Regions from separate parts of the Mus musculus genome. Here regions 1, 3, 4, 5, 6 and 7 are each linked to region 2. The links are chromatin contacts, called in public HiChIP or PLAC-seq and promoter capture Hi-C maps. All regions are on one chromosome and are shown on one strand. The core of a region is the stretch at or near the end of the contact, and the rest is flanking DNA. Distances in the headings are between cores, read along the strand shown.

Evidence for each region. Promoter capture Hi-C pulls out the DNA fragments that hold promoters and counts their contacts. HiChIP or PLAC-seq counts read pairs in DNA pulled down with a chosen protein or histone mark. Capture Hi-C pulls out chosen DNA fragments and counts their contacts.
Region 1: a promoter capture Hi-C map of neural stem cells shows a contact between it and region 2. The contact joins the promoter of Ccdc47 here to the promoter of Kpna2 in region 2. A contact is called at or near these places in 5 of 39 promoter capture datasets (the HPC-7 cell line, cranial neural crest, erythroid cells and 2 more), 4 of 115 datasets of contacts at active chromatin or transcription factors (bone marrow-derived macrophages, craniofacial prominence, embryonic limb bud and 1 more) and 2 of 9 other capture datasets (adipose tissue and liver).
Region 3: a contact with region 2 is called in a promoter capture Hi-C map of embryonic stem cells, with 4 times the contacts expected there. The contact joins the promoter of Strada here to the promoter of Kpna2 in region 2. A contact is called at or near these places in 5 of 39 promoter capture datasets (the HPC-7 cell line, embryonic stem cells, hippocampal neurons and 2 more), 1 of 115 datasets of contacts at active chromatin or transcription factors (microglia) and 1 of 9 other capture datasets (liver).
Region 4: a contact with region 2 is called in a promoter capture Hi-C map of adipose tissue. The contact joins the promoter of Icam2 here to the promoter of Kpna2 in region 2. A contact is called at or near these places in 4 of 39 promoter capture datasets (the C10 cell line, hippocampal neurons, liver and 1 more), 1 of 115 datasets of contacts at active chromatin or transcription factors (double positive thymocytes) and 1 of 9 other capture datasets (adipose tissue).
Region 5: a contact with region 2 is called in a promoter capture Hi-C map of neutrophils, with 3 times the contacts expected there. The contact joins the promoter of Limd2 here to the promoter of Kpna2 in region 2. A contact is called at or near these places in 4 of 39 promoter capture datasets (liver, neutrophils and pre-B cells), 1 of 115 datasets of contacts at active chromatin or transcription factors (bone marrow-derived macrophages) and 1 of 9 other capture datasets (liver).
Region 6: a promoter capture Hi-C map of pre-B cells shows a contact between it and region 2, with 5 times the contacts expected there. The contact joins the promoter of Ftsj3 here to the promoter of Kpna2 in region 2. A contact is called at or near these places in 8 of 39 promoter capture datasets (cranial neural crest, embryonic stem cells, hematopoietic stem and progenitor cells and 3 more), 3 of 484 Hi-C or Micro-C datasets (all in embryonic stem cells), 4 of 115 datasets of contacts at active chromatin or transcription factors (astrocytes, embryonic stem cells and stem cell-derived neural progenitor cells) and 2 of 9 other capture datasets (adipose tissue and liver).
Region 7: an H3K4me3 HiChIP or PLAC-seq map of bone marrow-derived macrophages shows a contact between it and region 2, with 5 times the contacts expected there. The contact joins the promoter of Taco1 here to the promoter of Kpna2 in region 2. A contact is called at or near these places in 1 of 39 promoter capture datasets (pre-B cells), 1 of 115 datasets of contacts at active chromatin or transcription factors (bone marrow-derived macrophages) and 1 of 9 other capture datasets (adipose tissue).

Annotation. Positions count from the first base shown.
Region 1 is chr11:106,214,923-106,217,622 of GRCm38.p6, forward strand. Ccdc47 (coiled-coil domain containing 47) reads right to left here and starts at 1,445. Exons shown (of 13, transcript NM_026009.2): 1 at 1,227-1,445. Ddx42 (DEAD box helicase 42) reads left to right here and starts at 2,004. Exons shown (of 18, transcript NM_028074.4): 1 at 2,004-2,234.
Region 2 is chr11:106,997,974-107,000,837 of GRCm38.p6, forward strand. It overlaps Kpna2 (karyopherin (importin) alpha 2), which reads right to left and starts at 1,552. Exons shown (of 11, transcript NM_010655.3): 1 at 1,386-1,552. It overlaps Gm39424 (a long non-coding RNA gene), which reads left to right and starts at 1,496. Exons shown (of 3, transcript XR_880255.3): 1 at 1,496-1,576.
Region 3 is chr11:106,191,929-106,194,990 of GRCm38.p6, forward strand. Strada (STE20-related kinase adaptor alpha) reads right to left here and starts at 1,675. Exons shown (of 13, transcript NM_001252448.1): 1 at 1,538-1,675.
Region 4 is chr11:106,381,359-106,384,058 of GRCm38.p6, forward strand. It overlaps Icam2 (intercellular adhesion molecule 2), which reads right to left and starts at 1,423. Exons shown (of 4, transcript NM_010494.2): 1 at 1,072-1,423. The coding sequence starts at 1,126.
Region 5 is chr11:106,158,907-106,161,606 of GRCm38.p6, forward strand. It overlaps Limd2 (LIM domain containing 2), which reads right to left and starts at 1,270. Exons shown (of 5, transcript NM_172397.4): 1 at 1,145-1,270; 2 at 442-536; 3 at 256-300; 4 at 29-168. The coding sequence starts at 483. It overlaps Gm10840 (collagen alpha-1(I) chain), which reads left to right and starts at 482. Exons shown (of 2, transcript XM_030246469.1): 1 at 482-552; 2 at 854-2,253. The coding sequence starts at 482. The coding sequence ends at 1,655.
Region 6 is chr11:106,254,620-106,257,470 of GRCm38.p6, forward strand. It overlaps Ftsj3 (FtsJ RNA methyltransferase homolog 3 (E. coli)), which reads right to left and starts at 1,465. Exons shown (of 21, transcript NM_025310.3): 1 at 1,142-1,465; 2 at 966-1,058; 3 at 701-806; 4 at 167-213; 5 at 1-67. The coding sequence starts at 1,032. It overlaps Psmc5 (protease (prosome, macropain) 26S subunit, ATPase 5), which reads left to right and starts at 1,566. Exons shown (of 11, transcript NM_008950.1): 1 at 1,566-1,595; 2 at 2,229-2,300. The coding sequence starts at 1,572.
Region 7 is chr11:106,064,536-106,067,378 of GRCm38.p6, forward strand. Taco1 (translational activator of mitochondrially encoded cytochrome c oxidase I) reads left to right here and starts at 1,556. Exons shown (of 5, transcript NM_027346.2): 1 at 1,556-1,983. The coding sequence starts at 1,713. Taco1os (a long non-coding RNA gene) reads right to left here and starts at 1,506. Exons shown (of 3, transcript XR_003949781.1): 1 at 1,347-1,506; 2 at 1-761.

The DNA.
Region 1 (2,700 bases), core at 195-2,694, 780 kb before region 2:
ACTCCTGTAATCCCAGCACTTGGGAGACTGAGGCCGAGAGTCCAAGGCCATCTTCTTCTACATAGTGAGTCCAGGCTTCAGGAGACCCCTGTCTCAAAAGCTCCAAGGGGCCGGTAGGGTGGGTGAGGTATCCCAGTACTCAGGAGTCAAATGCAGGCACATGTCCAAATTCAAGGCTAGCCAGGACTACATAGCGAGACCCTATACTTAAGGGGGTGGGGGTGGTGGCAGGTATAGTAGTTCCAGTGGCCTGCCCTGCCTTGTCCTACATAGTGATATTAGGCCAGCCTGCAAGAGTAAGAGGCACTGCCTCAAAGAACAAAGAGCGTCTGCTTTAGTGGCTCCCTGTCCAAGCAGAAGTAACTACATATCCCTGTCAATTTGACAGTCTGGCCATTTCAGTCTATACCAGGAGTGTTCACAACACAGAAGTGTTTCTAATGGAATTCATACAGGCTCCCTCAAGGTTATTTATGTTAAAATTATCCAAGCCATTTGTGCACTGGCTTTCTGATAAGACTCAGCTGGACCTGTCAACCCATTTCTCAGATGCACAGCTCTCTGCCAGGCCATCCAGCCTCTAGGACTTCTGAAGCAGAAAACACTAGACTCCAAGCCAGGCACAACATTAACACACCCATCTTGATTATCTTCCGCAAGCTCTCTCAGTAAAAAGGAGTATATGTAGCAATCATTGCTTGTCCTCCCAGGCCTCTGTGGCATCAGTCAAAATGATGAAATTTCTAGAAATGATGTAGACATTACTGTCACCTTACAAAGTAAAGTGTTGGTTACAAATAACTTGCATGTTAGAAACCTTCGGGTAAGGTCGACTCTAGAAGCGGTTGCTTCCGTGAAACTTCTAGTGTCTAGTCCTAGGTCCACCACGGAGAAGCCTAGTTCGATGCTCTTTTATTCTTCTGGCTACACACCAGATATTTTCTCAGATTTTGTCCTGTTGGTTGGGATCTACTCGAAACCTTCCCCCAAATCTTCCTAAAGCCCAACATAAAATGGAGCAGAAAAGGATGGACAGAGGTTTAGTCTTTTTTTTTTTCTTTTAATTCTGGAAAGATAAGTTGAGGGTATTGATGCATGTCACCACCGGCCGGACTTAAAGGGTTGGTTAGGAGGGAAACAGTACCTGGCTCTGCGGCCATGCAACTTAGTCACCGCTCGGCCTGGCACGGTCACACCGACTGGAATGTCATGGCCCCGCTACCTACCTGCACCCGAGGCTGCAACCGGGCCCGGGGCTCCTGAGGCCACTACCTCCAACCAGCCTGCCTTTGTCTGGTTTCTGTCTTCAGGTCGCAAAGATAATCTGCGGGCCGCGATGTCACTGAACAGCCCAGAACAGGTAGCTCAGTCACGGCACCCTACTCTTCACGTAGCTTCAGCCGTCCGTTACGTAGAATGCGTACAGCTAGTTTGCGCCTGCGCGCGGGGTGGGGGCGGGGCGCGGCCTTCAGGACATCCGCGCAAGGCGAGCTAGGGCTGCTGGGAAAATTACGTAACCCCCAGCGTCCCCTGGGCTACAAGTGCTCTAACTAGCGGAGGCTGCGTTTCTCCCGTAGGGTTCCGTCCGTCGGGTAGACGTCACTTTGATCGGATGCTCCGGAAGCTAAAGGTGGCCATAGTCTATGGGGCCATGTGGACAGAGGCATGAAGGGAAATGTTGCCCGAGTCGTGGGTTTTTTGTGTTGCTTTGGTTTTTGGCAAGGGACAAGAGCTAAGGGAAGGTGGACATTCTTATGTAAATGAAGTTTCCAATCAACACCTTATTACCTTGAGTTTTTCGGGCGGTTCCCCATCGCCGCGGCTCTCTTCATTGCAGACTCCCTCACTACACGACCCAGACACAATCCTCACCCAGGACCAGATTCCCGTCCGGGGTGTGTGACGTAGTTATGTTGCGTTCCGGAATCGGAAGAGCGGCATTAATTGGCGCCTTTCGGCAGCCGTAGCCCCAGCCCCACCCTTCGGCTCGCGCTCTACTTAGCGCGCATGTCAGACGCTCCCCCCACCCTACCCCCAGTCAGCAACGGGCCGTGAGGCGGCGGCGAAGGGGGCGGAGGAAGAGCGCGGCTGGACGCGGTCCCGCACCGCGCGTACGCAGGGCCGCGGGGGTTCTTTCGCGCCGACTGGAGTAGCAACTGCGTCTGCAGCCGCGGCAGCGGGTTTGGGTGAAGGGCTCGCCAGACGCAGTGCCGCTAGCCCGGGGGACACGAGAGGTAACTGGGGCCTGGCGAGGGCGGAGGAACCTCGGCCTCGTTTAACAAAGAATCGGCAGAGCCTGGGGACCCGGGTGGCTGCGGGGGTCCGGGCAGGGATGGGTACGCGATCTGGAGCCCCGAGGTGGCCCTCTGGAGCTACGTTGCCTTCCCACGGCTCTGCTCCTTGCACGTCTTAACGAGGCCCACTTGGCGGCTTTCCGGAGGCGGTGCTTGATGGGCTCCAGGAAGGGATTTTTCAGGGTGCTGGGCTCCGAAGCTGTGAGAGCCAGTGGAGGAGTATTGATCCTTGTAGGTAGCTGTTGGGGATTGCGGACCCACAAATGGAGGCGGGGAGGGTCTCGGTAGCGGAGGTTGACAGATTAGAAGGCTGTGATAGTCATTGATCTTTGTGAAACCTTGAGTAGATCATGATTAACATCATCACCATAGTTACAAACTTTTTGCGGCCTACTTGAGCCTACCT
Region 2 (2,864 bases), core at 302-2,801:
AATAAAAACAAAACAAAATCCTACAAGTTTTCATCATTATGGCTATAATACTAAGCCATAATTGCCCCTTACTACAAAGGCAACTTAACTGTCAATCAAAAAAAATTTTAAAAAAAGATAATTTAAAATTTCCACTAACCACAGTGAGCCCCGCAGTGGTGGCGCACTCCTTTAGTCCCAGCACTTGGGAGGCGGGAGGATTTCTGAGTTCGAGGCCAGCCTGGTCCACAGAGTTCCAGGACAGCCAGGGCTACACAGAGAAACCCTGCCTCGAAAAAACAAAAAGAAAGGAAGGAAGGAAGGAAATTAATTTTAAGACTTTTACCCAATATAGCTAAACTATTACCATTTGAGGATGTCATCAATACAGAAAAATTGAGATGTCTTACTGTTTTTATACACCTTCAAAATCCAATGGGTAGTTTAAGCACACGGGGCATCTCAACAGATTAGCGGCTTTTCAAACACTCAATAGTCTTAAGCCTCTAGCCAGCACGGTATTAAGTCAAGGATCTAAATTCTAGGCTCCATTAGTTAATAGAACACCAAGTAGGAGAACAATCTACGTCCTTTGTTTGTTTTATTTTTCGAGACAGGGTTTCTGTGTGTATCCCTGGCTGTCCTCGAACTCAAATCGGCCTGCCTCTGCCTCCCAAGTGCTGGGATTAAAGGCGTGCGCCAACAATGCCTGGCAACCATCTACGTCCTTAAGGCAATAAACGCAGCTCTCGTTTTCTGTTGATCGATGGCCAAAACGGATCCATACTAGTACCCTCTTGCAAGTTACATAAAGAATCGGTTCGTTCCATTATAGGGCCTTCCATCACATCATCGCTGTCAGCAATGGCATTAACGCCGCATCTTGCACACACTTCCAGAGAATGCATTCAGCCGGGATGACATCAGCTGTGATCAGTGGGGCTCGATAGAACCCAGGTGTGGTCGTCGCGAAGGGACAGGAACCCAAAGTACCCTGGTAAGCTAGTAGGTTTAACTGCTTTATGTCCGTCCTCGACCCTGACCCAGGTGATCCGGGTCAAGGGCTTAACTGGGGTGTCTTAACTGCCACCTTCATCCCCTGCCCAAAGCTGCGTCTCCTCCCCGGGGCAGAAGCATCAGGAAAGCGGCGGCACAGCCAGGTAGGTCCGCTCGACTGCGGCTGCCCTCCGGTCCCTCCACGCCGACCCGAGCCGCTCCCAGGCCTTCGCTGCCCTCCGCAGCGCCCGGCGTTGCCAACCCTGACCCCGGCGTGGCGAAACCAACCCGCCCCGAGGCCTGGTCGGAGCAGGGAGGCTCAGCTCCGGCCCGGGCGCGGCCTGCTCCCGCCCTCCGCCCCGCAGCCTTCCGTCCGGCCGTTACTGCTCAGGACCGGCTTCCGTTCCTACCTGTACAGCCGGCTCAGATTTCCACGAAAGGTGGTGCAGGACACTCAAGCTGCGGGTCGGCGGCTGTGGAAACGTCTGCTACCCTTCAGCCCTCAGATTTTGTGCCTCGTGCTGCCGGCCGGCGCGATTTAAATTTCCCGGTGACGCCGCGTTCCGATTGGCTGATTTGAGCCTAAGCTGCGCGTTCATTGGTAGGTTTGAAAAACACGTTAGGCGGGGGTGGGGGTGGGACGCAGACGCAGGTCGTAGGGGAAAAAAAAAAAAAAAGGTGGGGGTGGGGCGGTAAGCAGGGAAGCGTCGCGAGATGAGGGAGCGGCCGGGCAATCCCAGGGTGCCTTGCAGAAGGGTGACTCCAGATCTCAGCACACAGCATGGAGACCTGCGTTTCGTCTATGCTTAGATGGACACTGGGCCGTACCCTGTTTGCTTTCCCTGGGCTTGTCCTTAAACAAACACACGAAATTATTATTACACTTGTAAAAAAAGGCTTAGCTTGCGGTGATTGGCGCAGGCTTTTAATCCCAGCACTAGGAGTTCAAGGCAAACCTGGTTTATACAGCCAGGCCAACCAGGGCTAAATAGTGAGACCCTGTCTCAATCAACCAATCAGTCAATCAATCAATAAAAGAAAAGAGAAATATATTTACTTTAAAAAAATTTTACATCAGGAGCTGGTCACCGGGAGAACGTGGATCTGTGTGCCTCTTAACCATTAGTTGTATCACTATATTGTTTATAGTATTTGTTGATTATTTTATCTTTAGGCAATCATTAGTTGTATCGCTATATTATTGTTTGTGCTATTTACTGGTTATTTAATTTTTATCATGGGGAGTGGGATTGAGGCAGGGTCTCACATTAACAATAGAGCCCAGGCTAGCCTTGAACCTAATGCAATCCTTCCTCAACGTCAGTTCTGGGATTACAGACATGCCCCACTTTGTCCCGTGTGGTAAACTTTTAGATTACTTGGAAAATAAAGACAATGGAAGCCGGGCAGTGGTGGCGCACACCTTTAATCCCAGCATTCAGGAAGCAGAGGCAGGCGGATTTCTGAGTTCGAGGCCAGCATGGTCTACAGAGTGAGTTCCAGGACAGAAGCAAAAAAAAAAAAAAAAAAAGAAAAAGAAAAAGGACAATGGAAGCAGCAAATATGGTAACAATAATTTATTAGCCCGGTGGTGGTGGCGCACACCTTTAATCCCAGCACTTGGGAGGCAGAGGCAGGCGGATTTCTGAGTTCTCTGAGTTCGAAGCCAGCCTGGTCTACAGAGTAAGTTCCTGGACAGCCAGGGCTACACAGAGAAACCCTGTCTCGAAAAACAAAAACAAAAAACCAATAACTTATTAATACCTATTTTCTCCAAACCTTTAAAATTTTTTATTTATTTCTTTATTTTGCTCCCTTCCCCCAAACACACACACACACACACACACACACACACTTAATGGGTTTCTCTGTGTCTCTGTAGACCTGAC
Region 3 (3,062 bases), core at 425-2,924, 810 kb before region 2:
TTTGTCCCCAGTCTATTGTTGACACTCAGTACCCTCTATTACAGCAGCGCTCCCACTAACCACCTACATTCCTCACCTTAGCTTTTTCCCCTCAAGGCAAGGTTTCTCTGTGTAGCCTTGGCTGTCCAGGAACTCACTCTGTAGATGAGGCTGGCCTCGAACTCACAGAGATCCGCCTGCCTCTGCCTCCCGAGTGCTGGGATTAAAGGCATATACCATCATGCCTGGCTCTCACATTAACTATTACACTTACCAATGTGTGTATATGTATGTATATATGTGTATATATATGTATGTGCTTGTGTGTGTATGTATGTATATATTTATGTGTGTACCTGTTTCTATGCTTGGTGAAGCTAAAGGACATTGTGTATTCTACTCTATCACTCTGGACACAGGCTGACAGCCAGCAAGCTCTGGTGTTTCTCTTGTCACAGGCTCATGGCCACACATGGCTCTCTACATGAGTTCTGGAGACGGCAGCATATCTTCCTATCTACAGAGACACCTCTCCAACCACCCAACCATACTATCGCCTCATTATCTCTCCCACTACAACAGGTACCGATAGGAGAATTCACTTGTTCTGACAGACTTTTTTTTCTTCTATTTTTACCGCTGGTCCTCCAAACTTTATGTCGGAGGTCACAACTATAAACCCAGCCAAAAAATCTTCTAAGAAACCTAATTAAAGGGTGAAGAGAGTTGACCAGTTTCCGTACTATAACTAATGGTTAAACTATTAAGTTCCTGCACTACGGCAGAAGCAAGTTAGCAATTTTCTTTTTGGTAGTGTGGAGAATGGAAAGCAAGTCCGCACTGATGTTAATCAAGAACTCAGGCGCTGAGCCACGCCCACAGTCTCAAATTTGGTTAATCAACCCTCAAGGATCTGAGTCAGTCTCAGGTGTTGGGTACCTCCGGATAAGGTTATCAACTATCATGAAGACCCATCCAAACACTGGAACATAGTTCTACTTCAACGGGTATTTCAGTAAGACCGAGTCCAACCGTCTGGGAGAAAGGGGTCAAATTGAAGTACCTTAGGGTCTTAGCAGAAGACTGAGTTGAGAAGTTATCTATTTCCTAAAATTATGAACAATTTTATTTAGCCACTCCCCTTCTGTCATGCTCACTCTCCGCCACCATACTCGGTCCCCAAAACTGCTGGGACACTTAAGACAACACATTTAGAAACTCTTCGTTTTGACCAAAGCAGAGAATAGCTCTGATCTTGCTTCCGTATGAGAACTCAACCCCATTTGGAAGCCCCGGAAAAGGTGGGGAGGCCATGCGGTAGCTAGCCTCTCCGGTCCGGCAACTCTGCTCAGCATCTCCCCAGCCAGGCCCAAGCCTAATTTTGCTCTCAGGCTGTAACCTCAATGCGGGAACCCAGAACCCAGGTTAAATGAGGGCCAGAGGAGGGCGAGGGTGAGCCGGGATGGCCACTTGAGGCTCACCCCCGAGGACACGGACTCGGAGTCTGGCAAGAGGGATTATCCCTGGGAGCGCACCAGGCGGCTCCGCCACCGGGTACCTGGTCTAGGAGTCAGAGCGCAGTACCGACTCCGTCTCGGCTCCGCCTCCTCAGTTTTGTAGCCGCGCTGCCGCCAGGCCGGTTGCTGGGAGGGAGGTACGCAACGTGACATGCGCAGTGGAGGGACCCAGGGAGACTGGCCGAGCCTCGCCCCTCCCCTTCACGGAACAAGCCCCTCCTACTCCCGCCCCACGGAGGAAGTCCCGCCCCTCCCCTACGGAGAAGCCCTGCTTTGCCCCACCCAAGAAGGGAGCTCCGCCTCTTGCCTCCAGCAGAGGAAGTCCTGCCTTGCCCGGTTCTCAGAAGATGCTCCGCCTTACCCCCTGCCCACTAAGGACTCTGCTTCGTCTCGCCTCGCTTCACCCCACCCATCCCAGTGGAGGAAGCTCCGCTTTTCCCCAGAGAGAGCTTCTGCTTCCATCCCACGTTACCGTTACCGGACATGCTAGACCCGCAGTCGCTTCGTCAGGGAGAGAGTTATTAACTAGTCTTTTTTCCCCTTTGCTGAGGTCGTTCCTTATCTAGGACGAAGGCAGGTTTCCCCACGTATGTGGAAGCGAAAGACCTTGTCATTGTTGCAGTTCCAAAGGACCCTAGAGTCTCCCTCGAGTCTCTGTACCCCTCCTAACCCAGCAGCAAGAAAAGGGGCAAGGGCTAACTATAGCTATTGACTTGGCTACCAGGGGTATTCCCACCCCTCATCCCACACTCTGCGGTTCCCAAATCCCAGGTGCCATTTCACCTGGTAGGACTCCAATTGAAAAACAAGTCTTTCTTGGGTCAGTCTCAGGCAATAGAACAACAAAGAGGAAACTTACCCTTTGTGCCCAAAGTTCCTTCTCCTTAAAGCACAGAAAATAGCTCAACTAAACGAGAGCTATGGTTTGTTTTTTGTTGGGGTTTTTTTTTTTTTTTTTTTTGTCCCTAAGTGCTTCATAACTATTTTTTGGTAGTGAGGTATTTTTGAGATAGTGTCGCATGTAGTCTGGACTGGCCTTCAGATCAGCTTCCCTCTGCCTCTGCTGGGATGGGATTAAAGACTTGGTGGTATGTCCTCTATTAGCAGAAACCTGTGATGAGTTTGCCTTTATGAAAAAAGACAGCAGGGGCCAAACCATATAGGACTAATAAAATGAGGACTCCGTTTTATCATGAAGTGATTTTTAGTCACTTCAGTTACTGTGGAGTGAGGGCCCAATACATCTGTGTACATACTGTCAAGTAATGAATACTTGTTTTTTTTCCTGTCTCAGATTTATACCAGTCGACTAACTTCCAAGAATTTTAAGTTTGGCCACATCATACAGGAACTTGGAAACGCACACTACCCTCACCTGAAGATCTCAATGTTTTACACACAGCTGTAACCTTGCCTAGTGCGTTTAACATGCCAAATTTGTTCTCAGTCTCACCACATTTCATCATCAAACAAACATCACGAACTCACAAAAAGCAAGGGGACTGGAGGAAAATGCAGTTTCTGCCAGTTCACATGGTCTTTGGAATCCAGAATATTAGGGAAAGC
Region 4 (2,700 bases), core at 173-2,672, 620 kb before region 2:
CTGGCTCGCAGACCTGCCATCGGGAGCATGCGTTCATGAAGCAATGGAGAACGGAGATGACCAAACCTTAGCAAGGAAGAGGAATGGTGGAAATAAGACCAGAAAAGCAACAGGCCACCATCAAAAGGACCTGTTGCATAAAGCTCATAATTTATGTTGATGCTCTGTAGACATCGTTGGAGCCAGGACATTTAGGCTGGGCCTGAGTTTCCCATGTTTCTCTTTATGGTGACTACACAGCTCTATGCAGGACAGACATTTGGGATGTACCTGGTGTAAGACAATGGGGCCCTCGGTATTCACCTCCACTCTGTGAGGACCACGATGGTCCTGGATCCTGGCTAGCAGGGTCCCTACACATGGCTTGTCTTTCTCCCTCCCCACTCAGCCATCAGCTAGTGACATTCAATTCAGCGGCAAAGGAGGGGCTTTCCATGTAGATAGTGCTGGACTTGAACTTTCAACGTTGGTTATATATATTCTTTCTGTGAGCCTCAGTTTCTTCACTTGTTAAAAGGGATCATGTGCCCTCCCCTGGGTCCTGAGTGCAATTAGGCTTGGAAGCGTTTGGCAGGTTGTCTAAGACATAGGACACTCAGCACGTAGAGGCTGTGTCCTTCCAGGTCTCCTTGACCCACTGAAACAGCTTTCATTTTCATTTTGTTCTGCCAGTGAGCACAGTATCATCGGCTGCCCTCTGCTGTCCACTAGGCCCCTTTGGCATGCTGCCTCATCTCCGCTTAGCCCCTGGCATTCCTTCTGGAGTCTCCCATTTACCCACTGTCCACCACCCCCAACGTCGGTAGCCTGTCACATCAACATTCATTGATGAATGTTTCATCGACATTCCCAGATCTCTGAGTTTGTTCCCTCTAGTATCCAAAAGGCCTTGATCCTAGTCCTTAGCCTGGGGCCATGAGAAACCAAAGCCAGGCTGACACAGTCTTCTTTACCTATGGTGGAGAGGCCTCTGTGGCCAGGATGTCCCCTTCCCCCACCCCGATGCCTGAGGAGTATTAGTACTTCCCACCCTAAGATGCCATGTGCTGAAACCCCTGGGAGCTGGCTTACCTGGGCTGTAGAACAGGATAAGAAGAGACAGGCTCCAGCAAGCAAAAGAAGACATCTCAGGTGGGGTCTGTGGGGTCTGTGGAGTCTATGGGCTTCAGGGGCACAGCTGACGGCTGCCTGGAGGGTTAGGGAGAGATGTCTGCTACAGGTCGGGGAGTGAAGCCTGGCGCTCCCAACTGAAATCCACAATCTCCTCTGTGCCAGTGAGCTCATTTCCTCTAATTATCTGAGATCAGGAAACAATATGCACAGACCAGCTCCCAAGCCTTTAGGGCCTCAAGAATTCATGCAGAGGAAGCCAGGAAGCAGCAGATAAGCAGGGGTGTAACAGGGTTCTCTCACGTTGCATGCTCCCTGTGCGGGGATAGGAAAGCAATGGGAAATCACATGCAGGAAGTGTGTGTGCATGCATGAATGTGTGCAAGCTTGCATGCACTTACGTGTTTTGTGTGTGGGTGGGGGGAGTGTACATGGAATTTCTTTAACTGTACATTGGGCAGAGTGAGGTCTCCAAGATTCAGATCAGGGGAACTCTGAATTCTACCAGGCCTCGGTTGGCGTCATCTCTGGAAAGATGATATCCAAAGTTAGAACGCAGTCACATAGTAATCTCTTGCTAATGCCCTGCGTATATCTGCATGTCTCAATGTCTCATTTAGTTTCCAGCAGAAGCCTAGCCCTAATTCAGCCAACACAGGGCTCAGAGATTGCAAAAGGGCAGCCCACAGTCGTCTCCTGGGGCCCAGGAGGTCAGGAAACAGTGCCTACAACCTATTCCCAAACCCTAGACTCTTTCCTGGCCTTGTCAGTTAGTGCTTTCCTGTGCATCTCCTTACTTCAGGCAGGACCTTGGTCTTCCTAGCCTTCCTTCCGGGCACACTTCACCACAGGCAGAGAACTTTGGATACACGGCCTTCCCAGGAGGCACTGTGTTCACCATATTTAGTCAACCTTACTGTCTTAGTTCTGTCTTAGAACCTGGGGGATAGGCAGGGCAAAAGCAGGCCTCCTTGCTTTCTCGGTAGAATCCCAGAAAGGGCCTATCCAAAGGAAGCCCCAGGGTTTTGAGGGCTCATTATTGGAGCTCAGGAAGCCACCTGCAGGACCAGCTCCCAGTCCATTGTGTCCTCCAGATTTCAAGTAGAGGAAGCCTCAATGGCTCAGCCAGTGACCCTGTGACATCCTGTCCTTCCCACAGTGCTGAGTAGTGGCTGTTGTATATAGCTATCTAGTGCAGATGTTATCAGCCTGGATCAAGGGAAGTCCCCACATGAGGCTGTTGGGCTTTGAGATTCCACCAGAAAGCGAAGACCAGGTAAGGAGAGAAAAGAGGGAGAAGGGAGAAGTGGGGTGGGGTAGAGTGGGGGGAGGGTGGGGGAAGGGTGGGGGGAGGGTGGGAGTATCTGATCACACATTAGGCTGATAGAGTCCTGAGAACAGGGGACTGGAGGGCTTCAAGGGTTTTGGGTGATAAGGTGGGGGTTGGCCTTCTCTGGGTAATAATAATAATAATAATAAATAATAATGTGATAATAATACAGCAACACAAATGGGCAGACAAACAGACACCACTTAGGCAGGGAAGGAGTTGTCTTTTCATTTTTGGAGGGGTGTTGGTGACTGAGTCGC
Region 5 (2,700 bases), core at 20-2,519, 840 kb before region 2:
GGCAGGCCGGGACAGGGCAGGAGCGCACCTGAGTTTGGTGTGGCAGTGTTTGCAACAGAAACAAGAGTTGTGGAAAATGAGCTTGTCTGCCACCAGCCGCTCCATCGGGTACACAGTCTTCTGGCAGGCTGCACAGGTCTCCTTCACCTGAGCCCGCAAGCTAAAGGACTGTGGAGTAGGAGCAGAGTACACTTAGCAAGAAGCCGGGTTAGCGCCGACCCTTTCCTCTGCCCACACCCACCCTTAGGACCCTACCTTAGACCGCTGTACCGTGCTGCTGCCACTGCTGCCTTTGGCTTCCTGGGGGAAGAGGAAGAGTCAGAGGGGTCAGCTCTCCGGTGGCCCAGCCCACATCCCAGGGGCACTCGAGGTGGCACAAGGTGCCAAGCAAACAAGCTGCTCTTGTCCCCTTGACTCCTCCCCACCTGGCTGGACACCTACATGAGAGGGGGTGGCCTGGGCGGCTCCGGCAGCTTGGAACATGGCTCTTCAGAGGTGCTTGGTGGCCCTGGAGGAGATGCCGAGCCAAGAGGGTTCTGCAAGGGGAAGTCAGTCAGTGGGGCCCCATGAGCCCTCCCCCACTCTGCAGGCTGGGGTGTTTTTAGGCAGGGGGTTGGGGGGCTGCGGTTGGGACTTTCCCTAAGTCATTTCCTGTTGCTCTGGGTCTTGCCACTTCCGCCCCTCACCCACCCCCAACAGCCTACCCGCCCCTCATACAGCCCCCAAGGGTTAGGGGGTCCCTGAGTGGAAACATATGTGGAGACAGAACAAAGTTAGCGAGAGTGGCCGGGGACAGGGGCTCCACGGTCTTTGCCTGTGGGAAGCACAGGCAGAGACCCCGCCTGGGATGAAGGGAGGTCAGCAGAGGTCTGGGCAGGGTACCGCCAGACCCGCGCGCCCCCTCACCGGGCTTAGACGTCCAGCCCCTAGACAGTGCTGGGCCCGACCTCCTGCCTGGCCAGGCTGCGCTGCCTCCCGCGCCCGCTCTTCGGGACCCCAGACCCCGAAACCCCACCCCACCACGAGCCGGCCCTACGGGACCGACGCGAGCCTCGGGATCCCCGCGAGCGCAACGCGCGAACCGCCAGGCGGCGTCGGCCCCGCAACGCTCCGCGCCCCTCCCCCCGGCCGCCGTGGGTCTCACCGGGCCCGGCCTGCGCCGCGGGGCGGGGGTCGGTCGCTGCGGGACCGCCTCGGGTGCAAGTGGCGCGGGCGCGAGCTGCCGCCGCTGCCAGTGGTCCCCGAGCGGCAGCCGCCGCCTCACCGCGGCGCCGCCCCCGCCGGCCCCCGCCCCGCGCCCGCCCATTGGCTCCGCGCGCCCGGGGCCGCCTCCGGGAGAAGCCGCCGCCGACCCCCCTCTGTGCTTTGTCTTTCCCTTGCTCGCCGTCCCCCCGCCTTTGTCTGCCCCCACATCGCTTTCACAGCCCGCGCTCTCCCGCCTCCCGGAGCCAACCTCCTCTGCCGCTCGTGGAGAAGGGACGACGGCGGGGACCGAATCGCAGATCTCGGGAGGAGACGAGTTCAGCCTGCGATCGACACGCAAGGCTCTTCCGGCGCGGACCTTCAGAAATGGCCTGGGCCTTTACTGCCTCGGTTTACCCGTTAGCCGTTGTGAACGCAGTCCCATTAGCTCCGCCCCCTTCTTGCGCTCTTAAGACCCAGTAGTTTGAGGCACCCCACTGTGGGGACTCGGGAGGCAGGTCCACTGGCAGCCACGGAGTCCTACAGAGGAAGATGGAGGCGGCTCGTAGTCCCTCCGTATACCCCGATGTTAGGCCAAGGGAGCCGGCGGTGGGCCCATGTCACTACTGAAGGGGTGTGACAGATCCGCTATCCGAGAACTGCAGCCTTGTGGTTTCCGAAATCACCAGCCCCCTTAAGCTCGACATCCTAAATGGTTTCTGTGACCAGATTTTGTGGGATTAGTAACCTCGGGCCTTGCCATGGCCCAGGTCAAGCCCCTATCTGAAAGGACCCACTTCCTTGCATCAAGCACACCTTGTTCCACCGAAGGGAGCAGAGAGCCATTTAGGCTGGAGTTGTTTAGAGAACAAAGTGCAACAAGAGCTGCTTTTGCCGCTCCGCCCCAGCCCACTGCACAGCAGGTTGAGGGGAAGGACTCTAGGCAGCAGCATCTAGGGCACAGACTTCTGCTGAGGGCTTTGCCTGAAGCCCAGCTGGAGACTGTCTTCACACAGCCCTCGGCGACATATTTCCACACCCCTGTAACAGGAATAAAACTGGTGGCTCTAGCGCAGGCCCACGCGTGTCAGGGAACAGAACAACTTACCGCCTCCTGCCTGGCAGGGGAACAGGGAGGCAGCAGGCAGCATCACCCATCCCCACCCGCGCCCCACTGTGGTGCTAATGCACCCACGCTGAGCTTCGCTTTTCTCCCTCAGCCTCAGGTCGATGTTTGCCTGCACTGAGGCTCAGCCTGGACTTCGTAATGGGTGTTCCTCCACAACTAGGGGTGACTCTTCCTAGGAAAAATTATCCACACCTATCATCAGATTCTCCAAGGGAGCTGTTTTGTACAAGAAGGGTGAAGCCCTTAGGGACACCAGGCAGCTGCTCCGGGGCACTGATTGGCAGCCCGCCCTGCTGGGACCATCTGTGGGCAGAGCTGGAGAAAGCTACCACAGTCAGCAGTTAGCTAGGAGGAGGAAGGATCGAAAGCAGCTAACTGTGGGCCCACGC
Region 6 (2,851 bases), core at 215-2,714, 740 kb before region 2:
TCTGTTGTGATATCCTCCTGGAGAGTCACCACATTGGGGAGAGGCTTGATTGGAACGAGGTCCACTCCTAAAAGATGTTAACTCAGTATTACAGGGTGGAGGAAGATGTAGGACAAAATTAGTACCTAACCCACCCCTCCCCCTCAAATACCCAAGAGTCACCCACCTACAATAAGACTGGATACAGGCATAAACTTGGCAGCCACCTGCAGCCTGTGAAAGAGACAGATTTAAATACCTTTCATCCTCCCTTGGCAAGGTGACTTCTCATCCCCTTAAGAGGCACCTGTTAAGTGTAGTGGCCAAATGTCTATGCATACATTCAAGAAGCAACCTGCTGGGCATGGCAACACAGGGCTGCATTACCAGCCACTAAGGAGGGCAAGAGATTAAGACCAAAAGTTCAAGGCCATCCTTGGCAATTTTTCAGCGTCCCTGTCTCAAAATAAAGCAATTGGAGATATAACTCGGTGGTGGAGGGGCTGCCTAGCATGAGTTAAGTCCTTAGCATGAGTTAAGTCCTTAGGTTCAGTACCACAAGAGGGGGAAAATGACGCTCCCTTCCAAAATTTGAGAGAGACACATACTATGGAATATTTAATCTGAATTGTGTAATCGGATTCCCATCCTCCCCGAAAAGCAACTCAAAGCCAACCAGTGCCAGGAACGTGTCATCATAGCAGCCCCTGCCAAACGTTACCATCCGCCAGGCGCAGCACACAGGTCCAACAAGGCCCGGGCTTTCTGCAGGAACTGAAAGCGGCGATTGAGCTGGATCAGTTTGAAGGCAGAGCGCGAACGATAACCTGGATCGTGGAGAGTGGGTGTATAAGGCAATACCGTCTACGGAGGCCTTTCCCAGGAGGAAAGCCTCACAATCCCATAACCCCCTCGAAGGAAAAGGAACTCGGGACTAGAAGAAGCGAAAAGACGGGGATGTTGTTCCTCAGCGCGAACCCACTCACCAGTCTCCTTGGCCAAGTGATAGAACTTGTCCCGCCGGCTCTTGCCTACTTTGCCTTTCTTGCCCATGGCGGGATGGGGGAGTATCACTCACTCTGGGGAGAAAGAAAAAGGTGAGATCGTCTTTCCGAGCACTGGATCTCGCTTCGGTTCCTCAGGCGGTGGAGCAATCACTTACCCAGACGTTAGATAGCCCTTAACTCCGCAGGTTTTCAACTCTTAGGAAGCAGCACATGTAGGCAGTAATCGTACTTCCGCTTCTGCGCGCGTTTCCTACATTCCTGGCGTCATGATTTCCGCCATTTTGAGTGTGGCCAAAATTTTTTTGTCAGCAGGCCTTACAAGTTAAAAGTAGAGGCTAGGAAGTAGAGTGCAATAACTCGTATCCTAAACGCTAGGAAGCATCAACCAGAAGTTCTATATCTCTTCACAAAACTAGTGACCTCCAGTAGAGCCTCTACTAATACAGCCACTGTGTTTGTATCGCCACACACCCCGCCCATTGACCCGGAACTGTTCTCGGTGGTGACCCAGGGCGCATGCTTTCGCCTCCGCGCCTGCGCGATAGAGTGACTTGGATGCCGGCGATCCCTGCCGAGAGAGGGAAGATGGCGCTTGATGGGCCAGAGCAGGTAAGGATTCTGCCGCGGCGGCTGGGCGGCATCCAAGCTGAGTGTGGAGTGCACAAAATCTGAAGTGAGGGGTGGCCACGAGCGAGAGGGTCCAGTGGATCAGGGGTGGGTGGATCACGTCAGACCGGACTCTGCCTGGGACTGGATCTGCTGTGTCAGCGCCGCCCTGAGGAAAGCAGGACAGGGGTGGGTGGAAACTGAATGAAGCTGGCAAGCCGGAATGGCCTGGGCTTCGACCTGGACTTGGTCCCTCTGTTCTGCCTTTGTCTGTAGTAGTTAAACCCTGGGGATGTGTAGCTCTAGCCACAGGGCAGTGCGCTCGGTGGGTATATGGCCCCTTGAGACTCCTAAAAGTCCTCGAAGGTAGGCGGTAATTGCATCCTTGTAGTGGATTCAGAAATGAAGGCTTAGAACCAAGAACTAAGCCTCCGAAGTTCAAACACACAGACCTCGCCCATCGAGATACCAGTTTCTGAGGAAAAGGGAATGGTATTTTCCTGACCTTGTTTCTTAAGCTATATGGTAGAGTGCCTCGAAAATACTTTGGCTTTACCCTTTAGTACTTTATGCCTTTTCTTTTTCTTTTCTTTTCTTTTCTTCTTTTTTTTTTTTAACACTTACACTTGTCTTCAGATGGAACTGGAAGAGGGGAAGGCAGGCAGTGGACTCCGTCAATATTATCTGTCCAAGATTGAAGAACTCCAGGTGAGTACAGACAGCAAAGGGAGCTAGTGGAGGACGGGAGCTGGTAGGTGCAGATTTCTCTGTGTCCTTTTTCCACTGGGAGTGCAGCAAAGAGTTCTTTTCCAATGTTGTTCGTTTGCAGCTCTTTGCTTGTCTGTTTCTTATGTGTATATGTATATATGCCTGCGTAAGCTTATGTGTATCACATATATACAGATGTCTGTGCAAGTCAGAAGAGGGCAGTGGATCCCCTGAAACTTGAGTTACGTACAAATAGTTATGAGCTACTACAGGTGCTGAGAACTAAACCCAGGCCCTCTGCAAAAGCAGTAAGAAACCCTCTTGACTGCTGAGCCATCTCTCCAGCTCCTTTGTAGTCAGGAGGTACCAAGCTGTGTAAGGTAGATTGATAATCTCTTTGATGGGAATAGTGTTTAGTTAGGATTTTTTGTTTGTGTGCTTGCTTGCTTGCTTTTCCAGGTTTTTCGTTTTATGTGTTTGGGTGTTTTGCTTGCATCCAATGTCTGTGCCCTACATTTGCCTGTGAAGGCCAGAAGACAGTGTAGGATGCC
Region 7 (2,843 bases), core at 306-2,805, 930 kb before region 2:
ACAAGGATAATCTAACAGCTAACATAATGCCCTCCCATAGACATACATGAGAATGAAAGGTAAGTAGATTAATTTTGGACATATCCACTAAGAATATAAAATCTGGGGTCTGGAGAGATGGCTCAGTGGGTAGGAGCACTGACTGCTCTTCCAAAGGTCCTGAGTTCATATCCCAGCAACCACATGGTGGCTCACAACCATCAGTAATGAGATCTGATGCCTTCTGGTGTGTCTGAAGACAGCTACAGTGTACTTATGTATAATAATAAAATAAATCTTTTAAAAAATAATATAAAATCTGTGTCCGTGCCCTTCCCCTCATCCTGCTTATTCAAGGCCATTGTAGAAGGAAACAGAAAGTAAAGAACTTGCCCAAGGTTGCACTACTAAATGGCAGAAACACACTTTGAATTCATCCAGCCTAACTTTAGAGAGCAAGACTTCAAACTGCCTTCACACTGACCTGCTTTTTTAAATGTGTTACGCTCTTGAGACTTAATTCACCCCCCCCCTAGAGAGCTCTTAAAGAGTTTCAAGCAGCTGCTACATTATTTTTTCTTTATTTTTCCATAGTGTCCTTTTTCTCTTGTTTTCTCTGCCAAGAGAACCGATGGTGGAAGGGGCTGGAGAAATAGCTCAGCAGTTAAGGATATTGGTTGCCCTTCCAGAGGACCCAGGTTCAATTTCGATTCTCCATGTGACAGCTCACAACCATCAGTTCCAGGCTATCTTGATGTCAACCTTGGCGGCGGTTTCTTTATCTGTAAAATAAATATCTGAGAACACCAGGCACACATGTAGCGCACAGACATACATGCAGTCAAAACAACCATACACATATATTAAAAATACTTAAACTAATTTTAAAACAACAGATGGAAAACGAAGATAGCAGTTTGACTCAAAGGCTGGCCCGATCTTTTGTCCAGTATGGGTTGGCAAAACAGGCAATGCCATCCTTGTTTACAGAAATGAAATCTAAATCAGAAAGTTTTAAATGACTGGGCAAATCGCTTCTCGTCGGCTGGTGGGGTAGTGGCTTATTTTGTTTGGTTGTTTTTTTTTTTTTTTTTTGTCGTTGTTTGTTTTAATTAAAGTTTTTGCTTTTTTTTTTTTTTTGAGACAAAGTCCTAAGGTTTCCTTCGCCTCTTAAGTGCTGGAATCACAGACATGGCCTGCCACGCCCAGCATTTAGTACTTTTTTGTTTATTGCTTCCTTTTTTTAAACAGGCAACCTTGGCGGCGGTTTCTTTATCTGTAAAATGAACCGACTGAACTACATATTTCTTTTTCAACCAAACAATTCTTATTCTGGACTTGCTCAGTTAGGAAGGAAAGTCAGTCACCTGAATCTCTCCGGGAAGGTGATCTGTCGTTTCCAAGCAACCGGGAGCAAAGAAGGGTTGCGTCACTCCTGGCAGGGGCGGGGTTGGAACGAGTACCGCGAGGCAGCGGAACCAACTTTGCAGAATCCGGGAACGTCTTTTTGCGGCGGACCGGGCAAAGGAAGTGTACTGCACCATTTAGGGTCCCCGCGCCCGGCTCCTTCGCGGTCACTCAAGGCAGTGCAGCGTCAGGAAGAGCCGAACCTCTGAGTTTCTGGAGAGCTGTAGCAGCGGTCTGAACGTCCAGACCGGGTTGTTCCGGGGCCGGACTAGACGGGCTGATTTTAGCTGCTCATCTTTGCACCGCGCAGCCCCTTGTCGAAGCAGATGATGTCTTGGGCTGCCGCCAGCCTGAGAATGACCGCTGTCCCGTGCTTTCGTGTGCGATGCCTCGGGTTCCGCGTGGGTCCTTGGGGCGCCTCCCAGCATGCAAACCCCGGCTGTGGTGCAGCGCCACACAGGACGCTGCATGTCAGCGCGACGGCCTCGGCGGGACACAATAAGTGGTCTAAAGTCCGGCACATCAAGGGCCCCAAGGACATGGAAAGGAGTCGAATCTTCTCTAAACTCACTCTCAGTATCCGCCTGGCGGTTAAAGGTGAGAACCTGGTAGTCCTCACTGCTGGTCACTGAAGCTCTTTAGGTGCCTAAGGCTTCATTTAGGACCGTCCCCCCAACCCCCAGTTGTCATAATTGTCCTACTCATAACCCTCAAAGCACTTACTTACACTGGATATACCTGTTTTCCTTTTCAAAGACCTTCAGAGACCCGCCCTTAGATAAAAATGACTTCATCTAAGGGTATAGTTAGAAGGTACTTCATAGAAATACGCCTTAAGAAAGTGTGGCAGCGCGGCCGGCTTGCCCGATTTCCGCGAGTTGGTTCTGTCGGTGCCGGTCGCGGGTTCCCGTGTCGTTCCGGTCTTTTTCCGCTCCCGAACCTTTGTTTTATTTTGCCGGGCGAGGTGGCGCATGCCTTTAATCCCAGCACTCAGGAGGCAGAGGCAGGCGGATTTCTGAGTTCGAGGCCAGCCTGGTCTACAAAGTGAGTTCCAGGACAGCCAGGGCTACACAGAGAAACCCTGTCTCGAAAAACAAAAAACAAAAAACAAACAAACAAAAACAAAAAACAAAAAAAGAAAGTGTGGCAGAAGCCGGAGGCCTCGAACCAGACCAATAATTCATGGCAATGGACATTTGCAAGTGAAGCTGTTTGGACAAAAGAATATCCAGTGTGACACTCCACAACACCGCAGCTTCTGCTTCTACATCAGGGATGGGTTTGGTTTGGTTTTGTTTAGGGGAGGGAGACTGCAAGCGTGGAGAGGATGGATCTGGAGGGATGACAGGATCAGTGTGAGATTGGGGTGCATGATGCGAAATTCACAAAGAATCGATTTAAAAAGTTAAAGATATTTATCAAATAAAATGACTGGAAGAGGGAAAAGGAAAAAATAA